Linked DNA regions of Rattus norvegicus: region 2 is linked to region 1. Evidence: chromatin contacts called from public Hi-C data. All regions are on one chromosome and are shown on one strand. Each heading gives the region's core, a stretch centred on a gene start, on an enhancer-like site or on the middle of the called end of the contact. The rest is flanking DNA. Distances are from core to core; before and after follow the strand shown. Region 1 overlaps Ralgps1 (Ral GEF with PH domain and SH3 binding motif 1). Region 2 overlaps Ralgps1 (Ral GEF with PH domain and SH3 binding motif 1).

Region 1 (6,564 bases), core at 651-3,150:
TGAGACTGCAAGGAGAGCACAGTGCCACTTCAGCCCAGAGATGACGCACAGTGTTTCTCAAAAGGAAATGAACTGGACCTTCTGCACAGAGACAGACAGACCTTGGCTCCCATCAAGACCCACGAGAGCTGCATGTGTGAAAAGCAGAGTGTGTGTGAACATAGAAATGAGCGGCTCCCAGGCCCCGCCAGAGACCTGGCTATAGAAGTTTCCACACAGAGACTGTAGAGGGCCCGGATGGCCCAAGAGCTGCAGGGCTCTGGCAGATCTAAAAGGCTAAGTTCTGGATCTCAAAGGAGGGCTCTCCACAGGGGCAGGTGGGAAGCAGAGGGCATGGAACCCTTGAGTTGGGTGACAGCCCACCCTGGCCTCTCGAGGCTCAGAGCTGTACTGGCTGGAGATCCAGATGGCACAGTTGCAGTGCCTGGGGAAAGCACACCAAGGAGGAGATGGCATGAGTCTCTGTCCAGCTGGGGCTAGGGGAGGGACTGGAACCAAGTTTTGTGACTTCAAGTTGCTACTTTCCCCTCTGCCACAGCTGCCTCCCATTACTTTCCGATGTGTGAGATTTGGAAAGGCCAGCTGGAATGGGACAGTGCTAGCCCAGAGCAGAGCCAGGCCAGAAATCCTTGAGAAGAGGTTCCTTTGCCCACGGTGAGCTCTCCTTGCTGCCATGCCCATCTGCCCAGTGACCTCCTGATGTCAGCCCACACTGGACTTCTCCATGTGCCCCCAAATCTGTGTCTCAGGTGCACACCAGTCTACACAGAGGGTTACTCTCAGTTCCCTCCCTGCCTGCTAACCACTGGACACTTCTTGTACATATTTCTCTCTCAAATCCTGCAGCTTCCAGTCATGACCAAATTCAGTTACTCATCCGGTCAGAGGAACTTCCTAAGATGTGAGTCTGAGCACATCACCAGACCTTGCCTGTGGGGCTGAGTCTCTGCTGGGGCCCTGCCGTCTTCCCTCTGGGCCTTTGCACACACTGTTTGTTCTACCTGTATCATTGCCCATGTTAGGCAGGATGCTGAACCTTCCAGAAGTCTTGTCTCATCCCTCCCCTATGTTCCCAAAAGCTCTGTGATGTTGAGACTTACATAATGTCAAGTGGAAAAGTGTATACCATTAGTTCTGACAGGGAGCAGAGGCTTTAGTTAGAGTTGCCAACTTCATCTTTGATCCTGTCGTGCTGTTGGTGGCAGTGGTGCTTTGCCATGTTGATTATGGCTATCCTCCTGTCAGAGTGTATGTTCCTGCTGGGCGAAGCTCCCTGGTTGCCCCTCCCCCCCCTTGACTGTTGACTGCTACTCCCATGCAGCATCAGGAATTTTCCTGTCTGTGACATCGCTCCAGTGTTTGGCCCAGGGGCAGCCCCAAGGTCTGGCAAGAGAGACACTGTGTGTTTAACTCTTTACCAGGAAGACCAGGATTATCCCTCATTTATAGATGTAGATCCAGGGCTTAGAGGTGACCTCCCAAGGCCATTCAACCTGTAAGCACAGAGCCCAGGCTTCCCTTGCCTCCAAGGACCAGAGTCCCTTTCTGTCACCATACACTATCTGGCATCCTGGCCACTCCAAGGCAGTTAGTAGAAGGCCGTTTGTTTTGTTTTGTTTTCCTATTCCAATCAATGAGTGGTCTGTTGGGCAGTATGTTGGTTTCTGGTAATGAAAACCAGATTTTTTTCAGCATATCTGGCTGCCTACAGAAACTGTCAATTCTCATATGGTCCCATAAAACTGCTAAAGAAACAGCCACTTAAAGAGCTTTAAAGATTATTCATGGAAAACTTATGCTGAGGAAAAATAGAGCAATCCTTTGAGATAGTCAAGCCATATGGTCAGTTTTTCCAGCTGTGTGTGCCATATCTACTCTGCTATGTAGACCAGAGCCTCAGCTCATCACCACCCCTACCCTGCCTGAAGACATGACCAACAGGCGTGCGGGCCACCCAGCTCAGAAGGCCTGTAGTCCTGGCACTGTCACGTGGGAGCCACCCCAGGCTCAGAGGGGCAGGAGCACGAGGCCTTTCGGGTAGCAGAGGGTGTCACTTACTGGCAGAGGCCCCTCTTCTGGGTCTCAGCCAAATGGAAATTCTTCTGTTTCCTCGTCAGACCTAGGCTGTTGGTCAACAATGCTAGGAGAATGTGGGGGAGGAGGGGGCTGAGACCTTGAGCCCAGAGAGCAGCAGCAGCCCTGATATAGGCCCAAGAGGCCAAGGCTCTTCCGCTGGGGGCCCCCACCCACCCTCCCATCTGGTCCAGGGGCATTTGAGGCCAGGCATGCCTCCCAAGGCTCCAAAGCAGAAAGGAAAGGGGTGCATCCGGGCCTAGCCTTGGAGAGAGAGTCCAGAGTTGAGTGGAAGCAGCCAAGGCAACTCAGAGAGGCTGTGATAACTCAAAGCATGAGCAGAGCTAGAAGGCGAGAGCTACATTGAGCCAAGCGAGAGTGAGCGTCCTCAGAGTGGCCAAGGGAGGCAGCAAGTTAATGCGGCCATGTGACTGCCATACAGCTTTAGGGCTTCCCATGTCATATCATGTGGTGACCTCTTTCCTTTCTCAAGGACATCTGCCCAGCACTTGTACTCTGAACCCCTGACAGTCTCCTTCCCAACCCACATGCGTGCTGTGCATTAGGGTTTGGATCTTCCCTCCAGTATGTAGTAGATCTATAAGCCTGCCTTCTCCTCCATCTAATGGGGCAACTAAGAGTCATACATACTAAGTCATACCTCAAGGCTCACAGCACAGTCCCAAAGCAGCGTGCCAAGTGTGCAATGGCCTGCTCTGCTTATCACCATGGTCATTTCTGCTTCAACACGAGGGTCTCTGGGCTTCTACTCCAGGTCTCCTGCAGAGGATCCTTGTGACTTGACCTTTAGAGCACTGGGGCAGGGTGGGAGCACAGTGACTCAGGCAGTGGGGCTGTCACCCTCCTATGATTGCTGATAAACAAGGGCTCCACCCTCTGGAATTTTCTCTAAGGGCAAAAGCAAAACAAAGCCACACGCTGCTCTTTCCTCTCCTGCTCTCTACAGCAGCTGCACCAGCTGTCTCCTCAGGAGCAGAGGCATCCTGTGTCCCAGAATGTAGGCCAGAGGATCCTCCTCAGAACACTGCAGGGCCGACTGAGAGACTGGGCATTGGTGCCCAGATCACCTGTGACCATACAGGCAGAGCCTCCAAAGGCCAGCCCACTCTTCAGGGCACATCTGTTCTATCCTGTGATGGAGAGGTAGAGCCTTAGAGCAGCCAATGCCAGTATGCAAGTCCTGGCCAGGGACAAGAGTGTAGACAGAGGCATAGGTTCCAGCTGGCCCAACTCAAGGCCTCCTGTATACCTCTCTGGGCTTGCGCAGTCTAGGAAGGACATTTGCTTTAAGGTTATGCTTCTGGTTCTGTTCTTATGAATGGCTCATCAGTCGGCTGCCTGGCAGAGCTGCCCAGCTACTGGGCCTGGTCACCTCAGGCCTTCACTCTGGGAGTTGATGATGTTGGAAGAGAAGGGTCAGTTTCTGGTGAGTGGGAAGCTGCTGTAGGCTTCACGTGAGTCTTGTCTCACATATAACTGGAGAAAGGCCCATAGTACAAGCCTGGAGCCCAGTTCCCCTGAGCCTCTGCCCTACTCTCACCCCCATCACTCCTGCCAACTCTTTCTCTTTCTCTCTCTGCTCTTTTCATAGGCCCCTCTGCCGGCTCCAGCTCAGCCAGGTTCCGCCGGAGGCCCACCTGTCCAGATGCATCTGTGGCCGGCAGCCTCCCCACACCGCCAGTCCCCAGACACAGGAAGAGCCACAGTCTGGGCAACAAGTGGGTGACCGAGAAACCCTCTTCCGGGGTGAAGGAAGGTTGGGTCTTTCCCCATCCTCCTTTGGAAGCTCTTGATGTTCTTGGCAGACAAACCCTCCTAAGGCTGGTGTGAACTTGGGAATGAGAGGGGCGACAGGTGCAGTCTGTATGCCACCACCAGGGACCTGGGCTCAGTAGATAGTGAAGAAATGTGCCTAAACCTGGTCTACAGCTCATTTAGGGAGAACTGAGTCCAGCAGACACCAGAGACTATCCGCAAGTCAGCAGTGAATGTCTCAGAGTACCTGCTGGTTCACTGGGACCCACTGCTGGGACACATAGAGGTCCTCAGCATTGCTGGGGAAAGTCATGCCTGTATCCTCTGGGTATTGGTCACAGGTTCCCAAATAAGGGGCACCCTTTGTCCCTTCCCATTCCTCCCTTTCTTCTCTCCTTCCTTGCACCTGCACCCTAGCACTAAGGCACAAATGCCATGCATCTTGGCTGGTCCTTGTGGGGCTCAGAGGCAGGAGCAGGACAAAGTGCTTTGGATCCCTGGGGTCTCCTCTTCTCTAGACATTGCCACATACCCATGGTCACCATCTCACTGAACCATGCAAACCTCTGAGCAGCTTCTGCTGTGCTCACTGTAGGTCTAGCAGCTCTGACTAGGTCACAAAGCTCTGACACTCCTTAGCAGAGCCTACTGACCAGCCTTTCACCTTGGCCTCATCTCACAAGCCTCACCGTCATCCTGGGATACAGGCAGGGCAAGCAGCACTAGTCTCCATTGACAGAGAGAGAAGTAGAGGCTCAGAAAAAGGATGTGACTTGCCCAAGGTCATACCATAAGAAGGGGCTGAGCCTGGTCCACCAATGGGCTCTGGGCAGAGGCGTCTCCAGCAGTAAGTCCCTGGCTCTGGCTTCCGCGGCCAGTGCACCACTGTGCTCCCAGGATAAGGAGCTCTGCTTCTCTCTTCCTCTCCGTTTTCCAGTCTGATGTGTCAGTTGAGTGTAGTTGACAGTAAGAGTGCCACATTCCCATCGGAGAAGGCCAGGCATCTGCTGGACGACAGTGTCCTAGAGTCCCGCAGCCCCCGCAGGGGCCTCACCCACACCTCCTCTACCGCCATCACCAACGGACTCTCCCTAGGTAAGCAGCTCTGGCCTGTGCACACAGGCAGGGGCAGCAGGCCCAGTTTGTGCTCCGTGTCTGTCTCTGTGTCACTGTACTGTGCCCAGTGGCCCCTCACCCTTAAAGAATGGCTCCCTACAAGAGTCTTCTGTTGCAGGAAGAGCCCAGGGTTGGCCTTCTCCTGATGCTCCCCATATGGACAGTCAGGTTGAAGAAGGAGGCTAGACTTGAGTCCACTGCAACCCCCTAAGGCCAGCTGCTACCTTAGTGGCATTTATGTCCAAGCCTTGCTAGGAGCAGTAGGTGGGTGGCCCATTGCTTCCTGCTGTGTGCTTATCTTTACCCAGAGAAGGCAGAAGGGAAGATGAAGACGTGAGCCTTAGGGATGGCATTACCCTGTGGACAGTGGCAGGAAGAGCCTGTCCCATGGAGTTAGAGACAGGGCTGCTGTTGCCAGAAGAGAAATATTGATATTAGGGCTGAGACTAACATGGAACTGCATTCAGAGACCTCGGGTCACCTATGGCAAGTGACACTATCCTATGATTACCATCACCAGCCCAGTGCTCTCTTGATGGCCCGTGCCTTCCAGTGTGCCTGTGTGTTTGCCTGCCTTACATAGCAGAGTCCTCCTAGCAATGGTGGTGAGCTGGTGTTTGATCTGGTGAAGGCAGCGGGGCAGAGGGCCGGGAGCTTGGAGAAACAGGCGCAGGAACACCGGGTGGGCATCTCATGCCACATGTCCCTGTTTTGGGGGTCAGGAGCAATTTTAGCACAGAGCAGCTGCCTCCTGGAAATGTTATGACAAGTCTTGTATCTGCCTTCTGTCTTCAGAAGAGGTCATCCTATTTGGACACTAAAGTGTGGGGCGCGTAGGAGACTGCATCTTAGGCGCGTAGGTATGGGCTGAAAAGTGCTTGGGGCTCCTGAGCTGGGGAAGTAATGAGGCTGCTTCCTGAGCCTACACTGTGCCCTTGGGCATTGACCCCTCAGCCTGGCAGGGTCATTCATGGCCCTCATCTTAGAGTATAGGACGGGACCTGGCTTCTTATGAGGCTCCGTGAATGCACAGTAGAGCTCCAAGCAGCTATTTGACATCCAGGAAACTCTGAGCTGTGCCTGAGTCTGGGCTGCCTTTCCTGAGAGCGAGTCAGGTGCTGTGCTGTCCAGCATCCAGGGGAGATCACAAGATTGTTTGGCTCCGGCTCATCAAGTCAGGGAACTCAAGCCATTTTCTGCTGGAGCTGAAAGCTCTGAGAAAGCGGCAGAGTGTGTGCCCTGGTGGTGCTATCCTCCCAACCCCTCCCTGTCCTCCAACCCGTACAGCAGGGAAGAGGGATTCCACTTAGCCTCTTCCACTGCTCAGTCTTAGAGATCTTTCTGGCAGAGCCCTGAACTTCAGAGCTACAAAGTCTAAGATAATACAAAGGCCAGGCCCACAGATGGACATGCCAGGAGGGAAGCAGTGTGCTGCTCACTTAACCAAGGTGTCCCACTCAGGCACAGCAGACCATGGTCAGCTCCAGAATGTGGGCCTGGAAGAGACTAGGAAGGCAAAAGATCCCAACTTAGACCTTCTCAGTAACAATATGGGCAGGGGCTGCACTGACCCTTGCTTGCACTCTCCCTGCATCTCCT
Region 2 (7,251 bases), core at 3,683-6,182, 180 kb before region 1:
GGCATGTGTTGGCTGTGTGGGGCCCCTCCTTGCAGCCTGCAGATTTAGGGCTCAGAAAAGCTTAAAACCCTCTTCCTATTCCTCACCAAGATATAACTAGCCTCTTGGGGATTTAAGGATCTAAGTTCTGGCGTGTGCGTGTGCATGTGTGGCTGTGCGTGCGTGTGCTTGTGTGTGTGTGTGTGTGTGTGTGTATGTGTGTGTGTGTGTGTGTGTGTGTGTGTGTGTGTGTGTGTATGTGCAGTCACTTACCCGACTCTGAAGAACTAAGCTATGCTGTTGTCCACTGTGGTCAGATTCTCACTTCTTGACCTCTCGTTTCTCTTACTGATCTTTCGTCTCTCTTCTAGAGACCCCACCAGCTACACTCCAGGTTCCCGGTCTCACTCCAGGCACTCCCACTGAGACCAGCCCCACATCTGAGAAATCCCGAGGCTTGTCACTCCTTTACGAGTCCACCACCCACGGCTAATGGCCTGGTCTCTGGCTCTGTGCTGCTAGCCTTCCTCTCACTCCACTCAGTCCAGTGCTGAGTGAGTGGATGAATATCGACAGTTGCAATGAATTAATTTGTAAAAAAATAAATGAATCATTAAATACCTATGATTTAAAATTCAAGCCAGATAAACAAATTCTACCCTGGCTCTGACATCCTGGTCCTTCACTGTCACTGCCCAGAGGACAGACATGACTTCATACTATTGTACACCTTGGTAAATCTGACTTGGCACTGTTGGAGTACCAGTATTTATTTAAGCAACTGGCCACCAGGTGGCACCAAACTGCCATGTAGAGCTTGGGCCTCCTCACCCAGAGGCTGTCTTTAATCCAGTGAGCCACCCTTCAAGTCTGCAACTACTTTTACCTGGTAGGTGCTGTGTTTCTCCAAGTGTTTTCCATACCTATTATAAATAGACAGCATTGCAGTGTACAAAACGGTAGAAAATTCAAGTGCACCTGAATTTGGGAGGCAGGGATGTTAGTTTAACAGGTTTTTTGTATGTCTTCATCATGTGTGTGCATGTGTCTCAAGCATGAGTAAATAGCACTTTCTTAGTGAGAGGCACGCATTGTAAGCCAGTTCTCCTGGTCCTGCTCACGTGCCTCCCTTGTTCTCTTCTTTATTATGCATCTGTCACCTGCTAACAAGCCGTGTATTTACCGAATGCCATATTTGCTGTCTACTGAGGGGTTTCTGGCTTCTTCCTTGCTGCTGTGCCCCTGGACTCCAGGATAGTGCCCAATACAAACAGGACTTTGGGCAAATGTTTGTTGCTGGTGAGTGTGTTGCTGCGAGCAGGCCCTGAGCTGTGGGCATCTTTCCCTGTCTGTAAGTCCCAATGCTCTGGGTCGCTAATCCACTGCTCATTACTTGCCACAGATGTGCAGTGTAATCGGGCACAGAAGCACACATGTGGGCTGGAATCAGTGGCCTCTTGGCGCAGGCCTGGTAGCCTGTCCTGATGGTCCCTGCCGTGCTGAGTGCAGCCAAAGCCTCATGCTGTGCTCTCAGCTCTGTGGATCTTCATGTTTCCATGCACGAAGGTGCCATGTCTGCCAGGAGCCCAGCCAGGGCACCCAGGGGACCTTCCACATCAAAGGTGCTAATTCATCACCTGCCATGTCACCCACAAACCTTTTCCTGACTTTATTGGCTGCCTTTGGTCTTTCCATGCTCCTTTTCTATCCTGGAGTTAAGCTTATAACATATTTAAATCTGCCAGTTGGGCCAGGGTGGCTCAGTGGCAGAAGATCCGCCTAGTACCCAGCAGGCCCCAGGTCCATCCCCAACACTACAGCAAACTAGACAGAACACACATACGCACATGCGCACACACACACACACACACACACACACACACACTCATGTACATGCTGGTCACTGGTTTCCTTGGCTTCCTGCCATTCTTGTGACCCTCAGTGAGGACTTCTTTCTTCCAAGACTAAAAACACATGAATTGGTTTTTCCTCAAATGTTTTAATTTTTTTGGTCTGTTTAAATATTTCCCTTGCCAAACATTTATTCTTTTTGTTTGTTTGTTTGCTTTTGCTTTTTTGTTGTTGGTTTTTGAGACAGGGTCTGGCTATGTAGCTCTGACTGTTCTAGACCTCACTCTGTAGACCAGGCTGGCCTCACTCTCAGAGAGATCCGCCTCCGTGTCTCAGGTGCTTGGATGGAGGTGTGTGCCACCATGCTTGACAAACACTGTTCTTATAAATATTAGATAAGGATTTTAGTGAGTGTCTGCCCTCCCCAAGTGAATAGTAACATTTTGAAATGATGTGTCTTCCTCTGCTATCTGAACTGCTTTTGACTGCATGGCAGTCCTAAGTGACATTCCAAGCCTGTTCCGCAAGGCTGATCTGTTCATCTGATTCAGGACCTTTCCTTGGCTGTGAACTCCTGACAGGACAGTGTGCTTCTGATTACACTTTTATTTTCACCATAAGACTTTTAAAGATACTTTTCATTATTATTCCAGATAAAAATTGTGAATCAATTTGTTGAGTTCCAAAAGGAAGCTTCTTTGGCTCAAAAGTAAAGGTGCATTTATTTTATTTATAGATTAATTGGAAGAATTGATGAATTTGTGGTATTGTCTCCAAGGCGGTGAAAAGTCTTTTATCTTCTTCAAAAGGAAGATTTAAATGTATTTTTATTTTATGTGTACGATGTTTTGTCTGCATGAATTCGTGTACTGAGTGCATGCACTGCTTATGGAGGCCAGCAGAGGGCGTCAGCTCCTTTGGAACTGGAGTTATAGATGGTTGGGGCCAACCACGTGGGTGCTGGCAGTGGTCCTGGTCCATTGCAAGAGCAGTGAGTACTCTTAACCATGGGGCCATCCCCAGCCCCTAGAACTCTTTAATAAAAATATTACATTTATTTGTATGTGTGTTTAAATGCTGTATATGTGGAGGTCAGAAGACAGTTTACAGAAGTCTTCTACCACATGGTTCCCAGGGACCAAACTCAGGTTGTCAGGCTTTGGTGGCCTTTGCCTCTGACCCATCTTAGGCCCTTAAAACCTTTCAGTGAGAGTTTATAGTTTTTTTCAGGTGGCTTCTGTACATTTCTTTAATCTCCCTGCAGACCCATTCTGTTTGTGCTGTTGTATTTATTGTTGTATGCTGTTAGTGGAAAGGAAACGACCTTGAGACCGCATGCCCGGCACCCACAGTTCCTTCCCCTCAACTAGTCCTGCTTGTCCATTCAGTCTTCCTTCCTTGGATTCAGAGCTGAAACCCTTTCATTCATATTTTAAGTCTGTTTGTTTCTTTCTGCAAGGTTTGGAGAGGAGAAAGCAAATATGGAGGTGTACTTCATACAGTGTAGTGTTGTGAAAATGTCACCTGTCCTCACACACTTGTGGACATTTACATACTTTTCACTCCACAGGGCCCTGTAGAGTGTGTGATGGGGCTGCGAGAGCTTGGAGGACTGGTTGAGCCTCTTGCCTTAGCCTCTATTCACAGGTGACTGACCCTGTGTGCCTCTGTCTGCGCCAGCTGCCCACTTGCCTTGTCCTCGCTGCACATTTTCCCTCTTCTTGTGGGGCGGGGTGCCCAGCTACTTGTTAAGGACAGTACTTATGGTGTTTGTCAAGGAACACGCGTTTCCAGATCCAACACCCTGCCTCTGCCCTTGTGGTTTCCAGGAGAGGAACTTGGTCTCAGAAGGAGGAGCAGCCAATGAGAACAGGAGCCTCAGTGTGAGCCGAGCCAGCACCAGCGTCCCAGTGCAGAGCGCTCTTGTCAAAGGGGCTCCCGCCGAGGTTTTGTGTGTAGGAGAATGCACCCCTTTACTATACACCTTGTTTCTGACTACGTTGGCAAGGGTCATTGTGTGGAGGCAGGGGCATAGTGGAGGGCTGCTTTGGGTGGCTTGGGCGTTGGGAGGAGACTTGGCTACAGTGATGCACAGAGTTATCTCTGTACTTGCCAGGCAGAGACTATGTATGGCCTTTCCTTCAGGTGACACTGCTTAGTCCCAAGGCAGATGTTCTTTGAACCATTAAAATCAAATATGTGATTGAGTGAGGGCCCTAGAGAGTTGGAGAGAGGGGTTGGGGATTTAGCTCAGTGGTAGAGTGCTTGCCTAGCAAGCGCAAGGCCCTGGGTTTGGTCCCCAGCTCCGGAAAAAAAAAAATTGTCGAGAGTTGGAGAGAGGCCTAGAGCATTAGACTCTGATCCTTAACAGCACAGAAGGGAGCCTTCCAGCCAGGCTTCCGAGGTGGCGGCACCTCACAGGGATGTTTCCAGGGCTTTTGTGGGCGTCTCCTCACTCATTTCCCAGAGCTCCCTTTGAAGCCCATTGGCCACAGCAGGTCTGACTCACTGTGGCCCTGTTTCTAGAAGGCCCATGCTTATGACTCCTAAAATAGAGAGTGCTGGTGGAAGGGCAGAAGCAGAGCAGACTCAGGCTCCTCCCCACTGGTCCTCCACACAGCTTCTGTGAATGCTAGCTTCAGCAGCCAGCAAAGAGTGCTGCTCCCAGTGCAGTGACCGCGACAGCACATCCCAGTTCACCCCTGGATGCGACTCTTTCTCCCACCCAGTTTAGGATCCATTTTCATACTTGCTTGCAACATTTGGAAGAAATCATACTCTTGTAATCAGGCAGGCCTAGTTGTGTGTATTTTCTTTGAAACAGCCTCTACTGTCTTAGGAAAAAGTGATTATTCTCTCTCCCTCACAGGGCCAGCTCATTGGCCTGCTCATCTCAGGCCATCCTGTGGTTTCCTGAGCCGAAAGTGTTGAGGAGCATTTTGCCTGGAAGGCGCCCAGGGCTGCATCTGGGCTTTTCCTTACCCTCTCTGGGAGTGCCCCTCCCCCTCCCCCTCCCCCTGTAAGACCAGACTCTTGTAATGAGCAGAGAAAGACGTGGGGTTGTTCTGTGGGTCTGATAACAGCTGCCACGCTCTTAAGGAATTACATCATGAGAACTGCTTTTACTCATGCATTGTTTGGGTTTCCAGGAGGGTTGGCAGCAAGAGTGTGTTTGCCTGTGTATGCAGGAGATGGGGTGGGGGAGGGTTGAGAGGTAAAGAGGTTGAGTGAGGGAGGGAAGAATGGGGTTTTGTGTGTACAGGCTGCTATGTCCAAACTAAGAAGCAGATACTGCCTTCCCGATGGATACAGAGAGTGCAGACGTGAAAACATAATAGTTTAAACCCTCTCCCTCGGGCACTGTATTCACATCTGCAAAATACTGTCTTAGTATTGCTATTGCTGTGAAAAGACATCATGACCATGGCAACTCTTAGAAGGAAAACATTTGTTTGGGGCCAGCTTACAGTCCAGAGGTTTGGTCCATTATCATCATGGTGGGAAGCATGGCAGACATGGTGCTGGAGGAGCTGAGACTTCTGCATTCTGACCCACGAGCAGTGGGAAGAAAGAGACACTGGGCCTGGCTTGACTGCCTGAAACTTCAAAGTCCACCCCTAGGAGTACACTTCCTCCAACAAGGACATGTCTCCTAAGAGTGCCACTCCCTGTGAGCTTATGGGGGCCATTTTCATTCAGACCACCACAAATGGGTTTTACAGAATGCACATAAATCCTGGCTCCAAAGCCTGGGGCAAAGCCTCTGTGTAACAGATTGTGGCAGAGGCACTGAGGGCCAAGCTGTATCTGCGATCCTTAGGGTCCAGGACTGGAATCCTCTGCACAGAACAAGGGTTGGTGAACACTTCACTTCTGACAGATGAGGGAGAGCAGAGGCAGGCACTGATGCTGTGGCCACACAGGCTTCCTTTCCCAGCACCTGTGAGAACCCAAGGACGCAGCTGAGGAGGTGAGAAGGGGCCTCTGCTGTGTGCCATAGGTACCCAGTGCCCCATGTTTTCTGCTGTGCTCGCATGCTCGAGGCCCCACCTCCCATCTCCTGACCTGGAAGACCCCTCCTCATGCTTCACACCAGCACTGTGGCTCTTCTTAGTGGGCCCATATTGGCCCTTTTAATGCCCTGGTTACACACTTAATGCTCAGGAAAACTAGACCTGCCCCATTCCTTCAGAGTCCATGCATGCTGAGCTGGGACAAGACTCAGAAATTAGTAGAATTTTCTGCTCCCCTCCTGGACTTGAGTTCCGTTCCCAGCCCCACAACTGCTTGTAACTCTAGCTCTAAAGGACTCTGCTCTCTTCTAGCCTCTGAGGGTATATCTGAGTATACACAGGGTGTGTGTGCGCATGCACACACACACACACAAACACAGATACACACACACAGACAGACACACAGACACACACAGACACACACAGACACACACACACACACACACACAATAGAAATAAAATTGAAATGGAATTTGCTACCACTTGTTCACAATCTTGAATTTAAGGGTTCCCAGTACCTCCAGGGAGAACCTGTAACCCCAGCCCCTCACTCCCCCTGTACAGCTCCATGCACCCCTCCCTGTAGTCTACGTGTCCTTCTACTGTGCCCTAGCCTGTCTGCCCACTGCCTCCTGCCAGGTCACAGCCCATGGCCTTCGACACAGGAGCTGTACTCAGCAGCCTCAGGACCTGACCTGGATGAGACTTGTGTTGCTCTGTCCGATCGCTTCTGCCATTTTCTGCACATAGATTTATCTCTTGTTTGAGAGCTGCCGTCTGTCAGCGAGGCTATTTCTGTCAAGACCCGTAGGGGTCAGTCCAGAAACAAGTATTTCTTTCTAGCTTCTGCCTTCTATGGAAAATATGATGGGCTTCACATGGGTAGGACGTCTCACAAAGCACAGAACCCTAGGCATAGTGGTGCCTGCCTTTAATTCCAGTACTTGGGACATGAGTTCAAGGCTAGCCTGGTCTACACAGAAAAACCCCATCTTGAAAAATAAAACAAAACAAACAAAAAATAAAGCCAATTGTTTGCCTAAGAAAAGAGAATAAAAATGTGTAAATAGAAGCTTGTAAGGGAAGGACACAATTAATGTTACAGTAAGTAATAACACTGACAGTAATATTACAGTAAGTCATAGCAGCTGACCTGGCCTGCATAAGTGTTTCACATGCCCTTCCTGCGCAGTGGTGGGAGACAGTATCAGGATGCATATAAGCTCAGGTCCTGGGACACTGTCCAGGATTTGAACTTATGGGGCCTCAGTTTCCCAGAAATTCAAGTAGTTCCTACTGTCTGATCTGAGTGGTCTGTACCTCCTGGGGCTCTATGGCCAAGGTGTGAGTGATGCTTAGCCAGTGCCTCCCTCAGGATGGGTGCTGACAATGGTGCGTAGAGTGCCCA

What was found. Hi-C and Micro-C count contacts between places; a contact is called where the count stands out from the background.
Region 2: a contact with region 1 is called in a Hi-C map of Schwann cells, with 5 times the contacts expected there. The contact joins two enhancer-like sites. A contact is called at or near these places in 12 of 12 Hi-C or Micro-C datasets (the A7r5 cell line, the Rat2 cell line, Schwann cells and 7 more) and 1 of 1 datasets of contacts at active chromatin or transcription factors (oligodendrocytes).

Annotation. Positions count from the first base shown.
Region 1 is chr3:36,852,552-36,859,115 of GRCr8, reverse strand. It overlaps Ralgps1 (Ral GEF with PH domain and SH3 binding motif 1), which reads left to right. Exons shown (of 20, transcript NM_001427068.1): 12 at 3,686-3,812; 13 at 4,787-4,944. Among named protein-coding and RNA genes, the nearest start is that of Garnl3, 26 kb to the right of the region's middle. Within about 2 kb of position 1,900, at least 16 of the 93 cell types and tissues checked have an H3K27ac peak or open chromatin away from gene starts, as enhancers often do. A contact at or near this core is called in Schwann cells, where this site is marked.
Region 2 is chr3:37,036,087-37,043,337 of GRCr8, reverse strand. All of the region lies in intron 1 of Ralgps1 (Ral GEF with PH domain and SH3 binding motif 1), which reads left to right. Among named protein-coding and RNA genes, the nearest start is that of Ralgps1, 28 kb to the left of the region's middle. Within about 2 kb of position 4,932, at least 43 of the 93 cell types and tissues checked have an H3K27ac peak or open chromatin away from gene starts, as enhancers often do. A contact at or near this core is called in Schwann cells, where this site is marked.